Linked DNA regions of Mus musculus: all the other regions are linked to region 4. A link is a contact called in public HiChIP or PLAC-seq and promoter capture Hi-C data. All regions are on one chromosome and are shown on one strand. The core of a region is the stretch at or near the end of the contact, and the rest is flanking DNA. Distances in the headings are between cores, read along the strand shown.

What was found. Promoter capture Hi-C pulls out the DNA fragments that hold promoters and counts their contacts. HiChIP or PLAC-seq counts read pairs in DNA pulled down with a chosen protein or histone mark.
Region 1: a contact with region 4 is called in a promoter capture Hi-C map of liver, with 2.8 times the contacts expected there. The contact joins the enhancer-like site here to the promoter of Ppp2r5c in region 4. A contact is called at or near these places in 6 of 39 promoter capture datasets (the HPC-7 cell line, cranial neural crest, erythroid cells and 2 more), 5 of 484 Hi-C or Micro-C datasets (the HPC-7 cell line, LSK cells, cerebellum and 2 more), 17 of 115 datasets of contacts at active chromatin or transcription factors (T-cell acute lymphoblastic leukemia, bone marrow-derived macrophages, craniofacial prominence and 13 more) and 1 of 9 other capture datasets (adipose tissue).
Region 2: a contact with region 4 is called in an H3K27ac HiChIP or PLAC-seq map of regulatory T cells, with 4 times the contacts expected there. The contact joins the enhancer-like site here to the promoter of Ppp2r5c in region 4. A contact is called at or near these places in 6 of 39 promoter capture datasets (the C10 cell line, the HPC-7 cell line, HPC-7-derived erythroid cells and 3 more), 3 of 484 Hi-C or Micro-C datasets (CD4 T cells, LSK cells and nephron progenitors), 5 of 115 datasets of contacts at active chromatin or transcription factors (embryonic forebrain, embryonic midbrain, embryonic stem cells and 2 more) and 3 of 9 other capture datasets (adipose tissue, embryonic stem cells and liver).
Region 3: an H3K4me3 HiChIP or PLAC-seq map of bone marrow-derived macrophages shows a contact between it and region 4, with 4 times the contacts expected there. The contact joins the enhancer-like site here to the promoter of Ppp2r5c in region 4. A contact is called at or near these places in 14 of 39 promoter capture datasets (the C10 cell line, the HPC-7 cell line, cranial neural crest and 9 more), 1 of 15 datasets of contacts at CTCF or cohesin (large pre-B cells), 17 of 484 Hi-C or Micro-C datasets (CD8 T cells, the MC38 cell line, T follicular helper cells and 13 more), 23 of 115 datasets of contacts at active chromatin or transcription factors (T-cell acute lymphoblastic leukemia, acute myeloid leukemia, bone marrow-derived macrophages and 13 more) and 2 of 9 other capture datasets (embryonic stem cells and liver).

The regions. Positions count from the first base shown.
Region 1 is chr12:110,864,023-110,867,476 of GRCm38.p6, reverse strand. Zfp839 (zinc finger protein 839) reads right to left here. Exons shown (of 7, transcript NM_001199785.1): 3 at 3,421-3,454; 4 at 2,472-2,621; 5 at 1,109-1,237; 6 at 652-769. Among named protein-coding and RNA genes, the nearest start is that of Zfp839, 15 kb to the right of the region's middle. Within about 2 kb of position 1,731, at least 25 of the 459 cell types and tissues checked have an H3K27ac peak or open chromatin away from gene starts, as enhancers often do. A contact at or near this core is called in liver and microglia, where this site is marked.
Region 2 is chr12:110,749,301-110,752,471 of GRCm38.p6, reverse strand. The region is part of intron 1 of Wdr20 (WD repeat domain 20); the gene reads right to left. Among named protein-coding and RNA genes, the nearest start is that of Wdr20, 13 kb to the right of the region's middle. Within about 2 kb of position 1,546, at least 26 of the 459 cell types and tissues checked have an H3K27ac peak or open chromatin away from gene starts, as enhancers often do. A contact at or near this core is called in the HPC-7 cell line and regulatory T cells, where this site is marked.
Region 3 is chr12:110,821,342-110,824,652 of GRCm38.p6, reverse strand. The region is part of intron 4 of Mok (MOK protein kinase); the gene reads left to right. Among named protein-coding and RNA genes, the nearest start is that of Mok, 18 kb to the left of the region's middle. Within about 2 kb of position 1,917, at least 6 of the 459 cell types and tissues checked have an H3K27ac peak or open chromatin away from gene starts, as enhancers often do. A contact at or near this core is called in acute myeloid leukemia and bone marrow-derived macrophages, where this site is marked.
Region 4 is chr12:110,445,606-110,448,907 of GRCm38.p6, reverse strand. Ppp2r5c (protein phosphatase 2, regulatory subunit B', gamma) reads right to left here and starts at 1,684. Exons shown (of 16, transcript NM_001373949.1): 1 at 1,523-1,684; 2 at 871-936. The coding sequence starts at 1,549.

The sequences.
Region 1 (3,454 bases), core at 482-2,981, 420 kb before region 4:
GGAGTTGATTACAACCAGAACTAAAGCCAGAATGTCTTCCTTTCAAGTGTTACGTCTCCCATGTTGAATGCAGCTAAGTCTCGGATAGATACTAAGCCACAGTGCATGATAGATACTAAGCCACAGTGCATGTGTCCTTGGGACCTAACTCTGCCCAGCCTCTCAGACAGCCTGGGTCTGCTACCGGGAGACACCTATAAAGTGACGTTTAATAAGGGACTCTAGGAGACCCCCAAAGGCCTCATGATTCATGGGGCAAGAACATGGAACGAGAGTGTGTTGGGGGGCTAGGACAGACTTAAGACACTGGGGCTGGAGGGGTAGCTCAGTGGTTACAAGCACTGGCTGTTCTGTTAGAGGGCCTGGGTTCAATCTCTAGCACCCACATGACAGCTCACACCTGTGTGTAGCCCCAGTTCCAGGAGATGTGACCCTCAGACATACATGCTGGCAAAATACTAATGGACATAAAATAAACATAAATCATTTTTTTAAAAGAAAACAATACAACAATAACAAAAACCAAGAGACCAGAGAGTTATCTCATTGGGCCAAAGGGCACCCAACCCCTAAAAGGGATGGTTCTTGGTATATCTGTGCCTGCTAGTAGGATCTCTAAGCATGGGACGACCCACAAAATATGTGACTTACCCTTGCTAGTGGCTAGAGCAGGTGAGGGCCCAGGCTCCTGCTGGCATCCATTGGCAGAGGGAGGATACCCAGGGACATCTGTGGGCAAAGCCACTGTTCGGGGCTTTTTCACTGTGGCCTACGGAGAAAAGACTCCTTTATCTGAGACCAAAAGAACAGGCAGACCTACACCTTCCTGGAGAGGCCTAGAGGGGTGAGCTGTGAACTGACAAGGCCAAGTCATACACACAGACGACACCCACACGGATGACAACCACAAGGACAACAACCACACAGACGACACCCACACAGACAACAACCACATAGACGACGTCCACACAGATGACGCACACACAGATGACACCCACAGATGACACCCACACAGACGACACCCACACAGACAACAACCACACAGACGACGTCCACACAGATGACACGCACACAGACGACATGCACACAGACGGTCCACACCACTCACCAGCTTCCCCAGCTCCCTCGCCCTCTTCCGTACACAGCCCTTCTCCAGCCTCCCCTCCGTCTCCTGACTAGAGCACGTAGGTGTCTCTTTCCTCCTCAGGAACTCTGTGATCCCTAATGACCTGGCAACCTGAAGGGAAACAGTAGAAATAGCTTTGCTAGGGGCAGAGTGTGCCAAGTGGGTCAATCCCTATGCGCATGCCTGAGTAGAAATGCACTGTTTTGTGAGCGAGCAGTGAGCAGGGCTTAACAGGAAGAGGAGAGCTCTGGAGTCCCAGGGCCACTAAGGTGCAGCCCGTGATGGCTGAAGCTGGCCGGTCTGTGGGCAGGAGTGGAGCTGAGCCTCTCCTCAGAGCCGTCACTGCTTCCAATGTCAGCTTAACCAAGAGCCCTTCCTGCCACTTGTTCCTCTTCTTTCTAGAAAAAGATCTTGTCCATGCTAAAAACAGTCTCCTTTCTTGTGCTCCCTCATCTGGCTCCTTGAGCCTCAGCTGTCTGAAAAGATTTCTGTGAAGCTTAGAGAATGCTGAGAGAGCCAGAAAGAAAGAGACGAGACCCAGGGGCAGGCACAGGGAGGTCAGGGTTGGTGAGGGCCTGCTGTGCACACAATGGGGCCAGAGCTGAGGTCCAAAACAAGACAAACCACCTTTGCCCCAGACTTATGCTTTGAAAAGAGCTCACCGTAGCCACAGGCAGCTGGGTGATGCATTCAGAAGCGGTCAGAACATAAGGAGCACAACATAGCCCTCCCCCCCCCCCCCCCCCGGCCTTGTGTACCACACAGAAACCCGGCCTCCGGCAGGCAGGGACTGCTAGGTGAAAGCACTGGCTGCTCTGCCAGAGGCGCTGGCTTCTGTTCGCAGCACCCACATGGCGTCTCATACCCACCTAACTCTAGTCTCAAGGGACCCAACGTCCTATTCTGGGACCAGGTACAGACATTCATGTAGGCAAGACACTCAAACACATAAAATAAATAAAATAAAATAAAATAAAATAAAATAAAATAAAATAAAATAAAATAAAATAAAACAAAATCTAACAACATTTTTTAAAAAAGAAAACAAAATTAACCCTGAACACTAGCATTCAGGGGACTGTGGTGTTACGGTGTGAGCCCTGTGTGCAGGGGACTGTGGTGTAAGCCCTGTGCGCAGGGGACTGTGGTGCTCACAACTGTCTTTGAGCCATTCCAATTTTCTGTTTCTGGAACAAGGTTCACCACCCTTCTATTAATGAAACAAAACCTTCCCTCGACAGGACAAGGTTCCAGTGGCTAAAATGAAGGCGTCTCACCAGCACCCCCTCCCTCAATGACTGCTTCCTCCAGCTAAGAGCAAATGCCTTGCCCCTTGTGACATCACCTCATCGTTGCTGATCTCCAGGGGCTCCTGAGGGTATGCACCAGCGCTGCTGAGGTAATCCTGACACATTCTCTTCATCATGTCATATAACTCTTCAAACTCCTTGTACACAGCAGGAAAGAAAGGCTTCGCCCTGGGACTTTTCTCTACCTTTGTGACAGGAAGGATGAGCAGAGTTTAAATGCAAGGCAATGACACAGAAAACAGAAAACAAACTTGAAAGACAGAGCAAGCAAAGGTCCTCAACTTCAGAACCAGTCAGTGGCCAGCGCTGTCTTAGCTTCCTAGTGGTACCATGTAGACCATATACCACGCCTAACTCTGAGAGGCCAGTCAGGGGTAGGGTGCCAGAAAAAAAAAGCCTTAGGGTGAAGGCCACAAACCCTGGGACTAGCATGACCCCACAGGGAACATAAAATTGGCAAAAAGGCACCTTCAGCACCTAAGGGGCATATCCACACCTCCTAAGGGGCCTATCCACACCTCCTACAGGGCATATCCACACCTCCTAAGGGGCATATCCATACCTCCTAAGGGGCATATCCACACCTTCTACAGGGCATATCCACACCTCCTAAAGGGCATATCCACACCTTCTAAGAGGCATATCCACACCTCCTACAGGGCATATCCACACCTCCTAAAGGGCATATCCACACCTCCTAAGGGGCATATCCACACCTCCTAAGGGGCATATCCACACCTCCTAAAGCCACCATGGTTTCCCACGGTCCGGCTGCTGCTTATACAATTTAAAGTAGTCGAAGGAGTGACAGTGGCTTACACCCACACAGAGAGTTTCTAGGTGCTACAGCTCCCTTCAGCTCTGATCTAGTGAAGAAAAAGAAATGATTCTGAATGGCCTGGCACATTCTATAGGAATTAGGAAGACCAGCCTGCAGCACACTCAAGCTAACCCTCTCTCCCCAGACACGCCGTGGAGACTCACCTTCACCAGAAGAAGTTCATACAGCGTCACCACC
Region 2 (3,171 bases), core at 297-2,796, 300 kb before region 4:
TGGCCTGGAAAGCAGAGGGCAACAGGACCTGCAGAAGGAACTGGCAAAACAGCTCTCTATCAAGAAAGAAGATCTACAGCTGAAGATGAGTGAGGCAGATCTTGGCTGAAGCATATGTCAGTTTAAGTTTTAATTGCCCTAACTGATTTGTGCTCTCACAGAAATACCCACTAGGTTCATTTACTGTAATAGATAATTTTCCTAGGGGAAAAAGGGATAAAACAAAGTATTTCAGGAACAAAAAGGAAATATGATTTCACATGCAGCTAAGAAACAGAATTGAGAAAGGAATTAAGACTAAGGCACTGAGGAAACAACTAAAACCTAGGCTAAAGACAAGAAGCCAGAGAGACATGGGCCAGAAAGCTCAAAAGTCAGGACAGGGTGGGCAAGATGAATGGATAGGTTAAAGTGCTTGCTGCACAGGCTTGAGGTCCTGAGTGCTATCCCTGACGTGAAACCCACAGGGCAGAAAAGAGAGAAGCAACTGCTTAAAGCTACCCTCGGACCTCCATATGCACACCACTGCATGCTTGCCCCATGCACATGCACAACCACTAATACAAATAAAGTCAGAATTTAAAGTGCTAATTCAAACCAAGGTGAAACACACCTATAATCCCATGACACAGGTGGCTGAGGCAGGCAAGAGGACAGAGAGTTCAGGGACAGCTTGGAATACATACAAGGTTCAAGGCTAGCCCAAGGTATATATAGCAAGCGCCTGGCTTAAAAGTAATAAATACAGGTAAGGCACACAGGTAAGACTGCTCAACAGCTAAGGGCTGTTAACATTTATGGCCTAGCCTAATGGCCTGAGTGGATCCCCAGGATCCACCTGGTGGGAAGAAAGTATCAACTCTCACAAACTGTTCTCTAACAAGCATGCATGCTGTGACATGCCCATGTCCCACCAAACACAAACTAAAATAAATAAAAATGTAAAATTAATAATAAGCTAACAATGGCACCAAACGCTGCTGAGAAGCTGAGTGGATCCAGTGGGTTTGATGGCAACAAGCTGAACAACCAGGGCCATGTTGAGTTTGACCCTGAGAGCCAAAGTCAACTAGAGTCAACAGGTAATGGGTTATGAAAATACACTGAAGCTAAAATATCCCAGCTGATGGTAAGCCCCTGAGCATCACTGTAACAGTGTCAGAGGCAGCCTGGGACCACAGGAGCTACAGAACCAAGCAGCCACTGTGCTTGACAGCCAGGAAGTAAGAATGAAACCACAGAGGTTGGCTGAGACAAAGCCGTTTATAACAAGCAGAGGCAACCAAGAAATCAGAGCAGACCCAAGAGAAAGAAAAGTGAGCCGCAGTGGTGGTCACGCCTTTAATCCCAGCACTTGGAAGACAGAGGCAGGTGAGCGCATCTGAGTTCCAGGACAGACAGAGCTACACAGAGAAACCCAGTCTCAAAAAAACAAAAAGAAAAGAAAAGGAAGTCGGGTTCTAAGTGGCCATCAAGAGGGTGACAGGACTGAGCTTCGGGCTCTGAGCAGCTGCTCCACCTGCCCTCAGCTCACGGAAACGCTGTTGGGCACATCAAGGGAAGCCCTGAGGTCAACAGCTACTACTTTTAGTTAGGTGGGATGCTACTGCCTTCACTCTTGCTCGCTGCATGCACACCTAGGTCACAATCTGAGGCGGGCAACAAAAGCAGCTGTATAGCTCCTATCACTAACAGGAAAGAGGTATTCTTTCTGGAAGGTCAAGTATGGACTTCTCCACCTCCTATTCCCACCCCCATCTCCCACCCCCAAGACTCCAGGATAAGGAACTCAAAGTGACAAATCGAGCTTCAGGCATTCAGAACACTAAATTTCTCCTGGGTTAGCCCAGAAGACCTTGAATGTTCTCCTGGGTTAGCCAAGAAGCCAGGCCGCTGACTAATTTCTGAAAGTTTCTCAACCCGTACAAAAGGGGCTAGCAAGCCCACCTGCACCAATGACAGGTAACACAGCACTTACAGCTAGTGAAAAGAGTAGAAAGACTACCTGACTCATTCAAGAGGGTCCTTAGGGACTATAAACCAACTCTTTTCTTTCTTTCCGTCTCTATTTATTGAGACAGAGTCTCTCTGTACCCGTCTGGTCTCAAATGCACAGCAATCACCCTGCCTGTACTTCCTCAGTGCTAGAATTAAAGGTGTGAGTGAGCCTCCAGAATTGTCTCAAATCTGAGGCCAGCCTGGAGTACATACTGAGATCCTGTCTCAAAGTACATAGATAGGAAAGTAAATAAAATTTAACAATAAAAGTCAAGACAACGGGCTGGTGAGATGGCTCAGTGGGTAAGAGCACCCAACCGCTCTTCCGAAGGTCCAGAGTTCAAATCCCAGCAACCACATGGTGGCTCACAACCATCCGTAACGAGATCTGACTCCCTCCTCTGGAGTGTCTGAAGACAGCTACAGTGTACTTACATATAATCAATAAATAAATCTTTAAAAAAAAAAAGTCAAGACAACATGTTTACTATGTACTAACAGTGTAATGGATATGGACAAATAAAGTATGGTTTCTGCCCTTAAGATCAGCCTTAAGGGGACAAGGCAAAAACAAAACCGGGAGGACTGTGTGAAGAGGGAGAGGAGTACAGGGGTTGGCCTGCAGAGCAGACAGGACCAAGTGTGCCCGACCCAGGGCGCTGCACTCACCACAGACCCTCAGTGGAGCTCAAGCCTCTCCCAGTTGCCTCATCAGTATCTAGGTGCAGACCGTTGTCCTATGTGGCATGGCATTTCCCAGTTCCAGAGCCATCTCCAGAGCAATGAGGGTAGTAGATAACCTAAAGGAGTGGCTAAGGAAGACTGGAATAATGTGCATTTCTAGTGGCATCAGAAACGGGTTAGTGATCCAAGTTGGGACAGTAAATACAAGAGGCTTCTGAGAAGTAACCTCGTTCTTCGGAGAAACTGAGTGCTGGTCTCCCTCTAGCCCATGGGGTGCAGAGAGCCTCGCACCCCTCCACCAAGTGCCCACAGCAGCGTGGCTGGCAGGCTAATGGAAAGCAGAGCCAAGTGAATCTTATCAAACCCTGTCCATTTTCTCAATATAATCCAATCCATCCTGAGCCTGGGCTCCCTGTTACTTATTACATGACACTGGGTGCTCAGCTCATAAACCACCAACCAATCAGCTCAGCAACTCACTTTTTGTAG
Region 3 (3,311 bases), core at 668-3,167, 380 kb before region 4:
CTCAGAAATGAGGTCATCATATGATCTAAAGGTGAAGTTTTCATCCCCAGACACTGTGTTAGGCCCAAGTGAAGAGGCAGTGATTTTAACAAAGTGGACTAAAGGTCTCCAAAAAGTAAAGTGGGCAACTGTTATTACCATGATCCACTTGTCAAAGGAGTTATGTACAGCAAAATAGTAGGAAAAATAGTATTTCATTAGTCTGCAGAATCTCCAGAGGGATGATTTTTGAAGCCAGCCAAAAGCAGGTAACCAAGAGGTTGAGGTTCAGAGGGGAGGTAGGGCAAGCAAGGATTTTGTTACCTGTGTGTGTAAAAGAATTAGGATGCCTGATTCACCCACACAGCCCCTGAAAGCTCCAACCCTAAAGTGACACAGCCCTGCCACTAACCAAGGGCAGCTGGTCTTCTAAATGGCGTGTGTTCACGGTGCTGCTCTCAGGCTGGTTGGGCTTCTGGATGCTGCTGGTAGTTCTAGTCGCTCTCCCTCCCTCTCTCCTCTCTTCCCCTCTCCTCCTCTCCCTTCTCCCTCTCTCCCTCTCACTTCTACCCCCATTCTTCTCCCCCCTCCCCCTTCCCCCTCTCCAATGTTCCCTCTCTTAGTTTTTTTCAAGACAGGGTTTCTCTGGAACTGGCTCTGTAGACCAGGCTGGTCTTGAACTCACAGAGATCCTCCTGCCTCTGCCTCCCGAGCACTAGCTGCTGGGATTAAAGGCCTGTGCCACACACTTTGTCCTGGCAAGTTGCTTCTGAACTCTGAGGGATACGGATTTACAGTGAGAAGCCCTTTTCTGTAAATGCCTAATAGGGGGTTGTGGCTTTAACTTGAATGTTGAGTGTTTTTCACAAGCCCAGGGCTCTTTTGTCTGCACTGAATCTAAGTTGTTGCCAGCCATAGCCAGCATTCCAGATGTTAGAGTCAGGATAGAACAGCTGGCAGCATGTATAAGGCATTTATGACTGGAATACATAGCATGACACAGAGTTAGTAACACACGTAGGCAGGTGTCTTAGAGTTGATGATGTGCAGGCTGCTGCTGTAGCTGACCAGTTGGGCTGGTCACACTACCCAGGTGCCCTTCTTCTTCTTCTTCTTCTTCTTCTTTTTTTTTTTTATTGATTTATTTTTTGTATTTGAGTGCTGTAGCTGCATGTATACCTGTGTGCCAGAAGAAGGCATCAGATCGTATCATAGATGGTTGTGAGCCACCATGTGTTGCTGGGTATTGAATTTAGGACCTCTGAAAGAGCAGCCAGTGATTCCAACTTCTGAGCCATCACTCTAGCCCTCAGGTGCTGGCTGTTTTTTGTTTTGTTTTGTTTTGGTTTGGTTTTTGGTTTTTCGAGACAGGGTTTCTCTGTATAACCCTGGCTGTCCTGGAACTTACTTTGTAGACCAGGCTGGCCTTGAACTCAGAAATCCACCTGCCTCTGCCTCCCGAGTGCTGGGATTAAAGGTGTGCGCCACCACTGCCCAGCTCAGGTGCTGCTTTTAATATTTATAGAAATGTATTAATTACCCAGTGTCCCCCACTCCAAGGCCTGATGTTCATATCTCACTTTAAGAATGAGGAAATCAGGGGCTGGAGAGATGGTTCAGCGGTTAAGAGCACTGACTGTACTTCCAAAGGTCCTGAGTTCAAATCCCAACAACCACATGGTGGCTCACAACCATCTGTAATCTGATCTGATGTCCTCTTCTGGTGTGTCTGAAGACAGCTACAGTGTACTTACGAATAATAAATAAAAAAAAAAAGAATGAGGAAATCAAAGTCCAGAAAAAGAAGCAACTTGCCTAAGGCTATCCACCTTAAGTGGTAGAAGTCCTTGGAGCTAAGCCCGGCTCCAGAGTCCGAGTCCCCAAGCATGTCCAGGCACTGGCCCTGTCTGTGTCCTCTCCACAGATGGGCTAAGCAAGGACTGAAGGAGAGGTAGTAATCCAGGGTAAAGCTCTTCAGAGAGGCCAGAGCCGCACATCAGTGATCACTCAGGTCTGTGACTCCTTCACTGTGCCCCTGGCGTGACCAGGGCTTTCCGTGAGTGCCTCTCCAGACTGTTGCTTCTCATGATAATGATGCAGACTTCCTAAGAGTTCTCGGTCACTAAAGCTTTCGCTTCAGATAGAGGTCACATGACTTGAATAACTGCTTCCTCTGTCCAGTAGAGCACATAGTAGCCCTGTCACACACAAAAGAACAACCACGGAGCTGAGGGCCACATCATGCTGGCTTTGGTGAGTAGCCACTCACATGTACCATGTGTGAGGTCTGGGGTGGGCACGAATCTGAGAAGGTGGAGACTCGGCATCGTAGGTGTGGTTTTTGACATTCAAGATGCATGTAGTCTATTACAGAAATAGCTAGAAGAAGGGGTCCTGTGGCTGTTTTTCCTTTGTCCAGCAGGTGCCAGGGAAGGCAGGGCTGATGGGAACTGGAGACTCTAGGCTTCCCTGGAAGGTCCTGCCTCGGCCGTTGCAGAGGTGGTAATTCAGAGGATACAGGATGGCCCTGGGTGGAGAGGCAGCCTCTGGGAGGAGGCAGGCAGGTCTCTGGGAAGCAGAACCAAGGATGCTGCTTGCTGAGGCTGCACCCCTGGCTGCACAGTTGTTGCTCCTCACCTGTCCCCTCCCTCCTTTTGAATGCTTAGTGTCCTAAACCCTGAGACCCTCTAGTGGCAACAGCCTGTGTTTACCTCATTTCAAGAGGAAGAGGCTGGCTCAGAAGACCATTTAGAAGACAAGCTGCCCTTGGTTAGTGGCAGGGCTGTGCCACTTTAGGGTTGTAGCTTTCAGGGGCTCTGTGGGTGAATCGGGCATCCTAAAAGCAGTCCATGATATTGGGAGAATGAAACAAGGTAAGAGAAACCAACCAGAGTCGGCTTGACTGAGGTCATATTGCATCCATCGTTCCCCCGCGTAGCCGGTGTGTTGTGACTCACCAGCATGAAGCAGAGCTGTAGTGCACAAGCTGCTGTACCAAGTGAGCGACACTTCATCAGGTGGCCCCTGAGGACCAACAAGGATAGCACCAGTTCAGATCCAGTATTTAGCACATTTAATCCTACCTTGATTAAGAGGATCCTTTAGTTTCCCTGTACGCATGTATGAAGGAAAACTGTTGGCTAGGTTTTTTTATTGAACACTTCTTTTGTGCTGGGTAGTGGTGTCTCATACCTTGATCCCAGCACTCAGAAGGCAGAGGCAGGTAGATCTCTGTGAGCTTGAGGCCAGACTGGTCTACAGAGCAAGTTCTAGGACAGCCAAGGCTACACAGAGAAACCTTGTATCAACCCCCTCCCCCCACACACACATAC
Region 4 (3,302 bases), core at 435-2,934:
GGGGAAGACAACCTGGAGCTAAAATAACCCCTGCAGATTATCTTCAGGGCAGAATTTAACTCATTCTAATGAAGCTTTCGGGAAGAAGAGGCCGAACAGCCACAAATTAGAAATGTCTGTGGTAAAATCTCAACGATCCGGCTCTGGAGAGGGGAGACTTAAGGAGCAGCTTCCAGGTGCCCTGAAATTAAAGCCTGAGCCTCTTCGCTTGGGCACTCTAGTTCCAAGACAATGAGATACAAAACAAAGCCAAAAAAGGGGGGTCAAGGGGCCTGCCCTGAAAATCCCCCAAGGGCACAACTCTATTAAGGATCACAGATTCCACCAAATGACCCAAGGGATCATTCCAGATATTCTTGAAATAAGCCAAAGCCAGGAAGCAAGAAAAGTCAGGATTCACCAAAGAGGATGGAGGAGCTTGTGGGAAAGGAAATAGAAGACTGTTTAAAAAAAAAAAAAAAAGTACCCAAATTAGAGCCACCAAAACACATCCACACTTAGTTGAAAAGGACCAGACATCAGCAGAAGAGAAGCTTGCCCAGGACACCAGTTCGAGGCTGCAGCAAGGAAAGCAAGGACCGTGGAAGTCACTGAGAGAGCCAGAGACACAGAAAAGGAACGAGGGGGCAGACCCTAAAGCTAGAGACTCCATTTAAGACCAGTTCACTGGGAGGGCTTGAGCTCTGTTAGAAGCCACAAAACTGTTTTTAAAATGTCAGTTTCGCTGTGCACACTTTAATAAAAGAGTGGGGGGGGGGATAAGTAACTCATAAGAAAAGACTTCAGAAACACTTTGGTTTGTAGAGCCTCCGTGTTAGACCCTAGATTAAAGGCTGATCAAGAATAACAATGAGCTTGTCCAGAGGTTACCTCTGTTTCTGCTGTATCTTGTCCTTCTTTTGGACCTTTTCCACTTTTCACCGGTTTTGGTGGTTCCTGGGAATCATCACAAAACAAAAACAAAAAAACAAAAACAAACAACAACAAAAAACCATTAGTGTTCTCAATATTTGGACCGCTAAGCATCAGCTCAAATGCAGTTTCTAAATTGATACATATCACTGAGAGCTTCTGATGGCTTTAATATGTCAGCAGCAAACTACATCATATTGAGTATATTCACAATACCAGCAGCCTTCAAATTCCGTTTCTCTTCATGTCTGTGTTGGGGGGCGGGGGAGGGAGGTGAAAACTCCAGGTAGGGACACGTAACCCCAGCTCTCGGCCCATCCCTTTCTCCCCTCCCACCCTTAAACCTCACAAGTGAGGGTTTCTGGGGCGAGTCCGGAACGCTCCAGCACCCCAGCCCCCGCCACGCAGAGCACTGCACGGAGCATCAGCCGCCACCCAGAGCGACCGCGGCACCTCAGCGCCACCTCAGAGCCTGAGCGGCCTCCCCAGCTCCATGCAATCCTGCCAGCGCCCTGGGCCCGCCCGCGAGCCTGGACGACCTGCCGCCCCGCCCCTACCCGCCGACGCGGGGACCCCAGACCCGGTCCCGGAGCCCCCGGCCCCGACTCACTTTCTCCTTCTTGTTTTTATTCGGCATGGCTGGTGCGGGCCGCCGCCGCCGCCCCTGCCTCCGCCCGCCGCCACTGCCGCTGCAGCAGCAGAAGCGCCCCCGGCCCGGCCGTCGCGCCGCCCCGGCCGCCGCCGCCGCCGCTGCAGCCGCCGCCCGGGGACTGAGTCGCTCGTCCGCTCTCGCTTCCCCTTTTCCAGGCTCCCAGAGGCTGCGGCAGCCGCGGCGGCGGCGGCGGCGGCGGCAGCGGCGGCGGCGTCTCTCCGCCCCTCTCCCGGCAGGCCCCGCCCCCGCCCCAGGCCCCGCCCCGCGCCGGCCCCACGCTGCCCTCTCCCCGCCTCGCCGCCCTCAACGACGCCACGCCATTGGCCGACACGGCCCCACGTGCCCTAACGCTCCGCAGCGTCGCCCCGCCCACTGCGCGGCCTGTCCCCACCCCCTCGGTGCGGACCGGCTCGTGTGCCGGGCTGTGAAGGTTTTGGTGGAGCCATCAGGGAGGGAGCTACTGGGGAGAGGGAGGCGTGTGCGGACAACGGAGGTGATAAAGTCACGGCCGCTGAGCCGGGACGGGGAGGAGAGCAAAGGACAGTGAGGAGCGGGAATGCACATGTGAGATGTATGGCGACTATTCTGTAGCCTTCCAGGCACGAAAAACTCTACCCCATAAGCCTGGTAGCGGTGACGCTCGTGCAGTGCGGAGGAGACCCGGGACCGCGCGAGCGGCGGTTTCCTTGGGCCATTAGGCCCCGCCCACGAAGGCAATGCTGCTGGCTCCGGGGTACGCTCCGCCCACCGCACGCCTCAGAGGCGGGGCTCGCCTCAGCCCCGCCTATAGAGTCCACGCCTCTCCTTTCGTCCCCGCCCACGCGAGCAAAGGAACTCTCCCCAGAGCAGACTCTGCCCACGGCGGTCCAAGTGTAGACTGCCTAGTTCCCCTGTGGTCCTGCACGCCGAAATTTCTCTGTTCCAGACTCACCCGCAAGGCAACCGGCTTCCCCAATGTAGGCACCGCCCACCTTACGTCTTAGGGATTGGATCCACCTAGGCCGAGCCCATCAGCTGCTCACTCTGAGACTCTACCTGCACACTGCCACCCATCGCCCCGGCCCACCAGGGAGGTAGTCAGATCAGTGTAGGCTTTTTTTCCGAGCCCATTACGTCTGAGCAGCCCTGCGTCTTTGTTATTCTTTAATTACCAGTGGTCGTTAGCCTGTGAGAAAACTGCATGAAGACCAGGGATCACTTGATTCTCTCACTTCTCTAGTAGCTCTTTATGAGGGAAGAAGCTAATTCGCTACTTATACAGTCCTGTTTTTGGAGTTGTCAGTGTCTGACATCCTATGCTAAGGGGGAGCACTCAGAAGGAAGACTGTAGGAGTGAACTGTTTCGAGTGCAGGAGACTTCAGGCGCTCACTCATGATTTAGGAGGTGCCTTCGTCATAAGCTTTGAGCCTGCTAGACAAACGCTGGAGACTTCAGCTACGTACCCAGGCCAAGGCACTGAAAAATCGATGTATCTTAACCCTTGGTTTTTGTTTGTTTTTGTTTTAACTCTTGTAAATGCCAAGCAAAGCATTTTTGGTTGTTCTCACCCAAGCTCTGTGGGGGTTAAAAAAAGAGAGATTTATCAAAACCCAGAGGTGCTGTAGGAGGTTCTGAGAGTAAGTTGTGTCTGCTGGTGTCTGAATGTTCACCAAAATAAAACTAATCTGCAGATAATCGTGACAGACTGGAATGGGTATTTTTACAGAATGGGTATATGACAGAATCTTAAGTGGATTA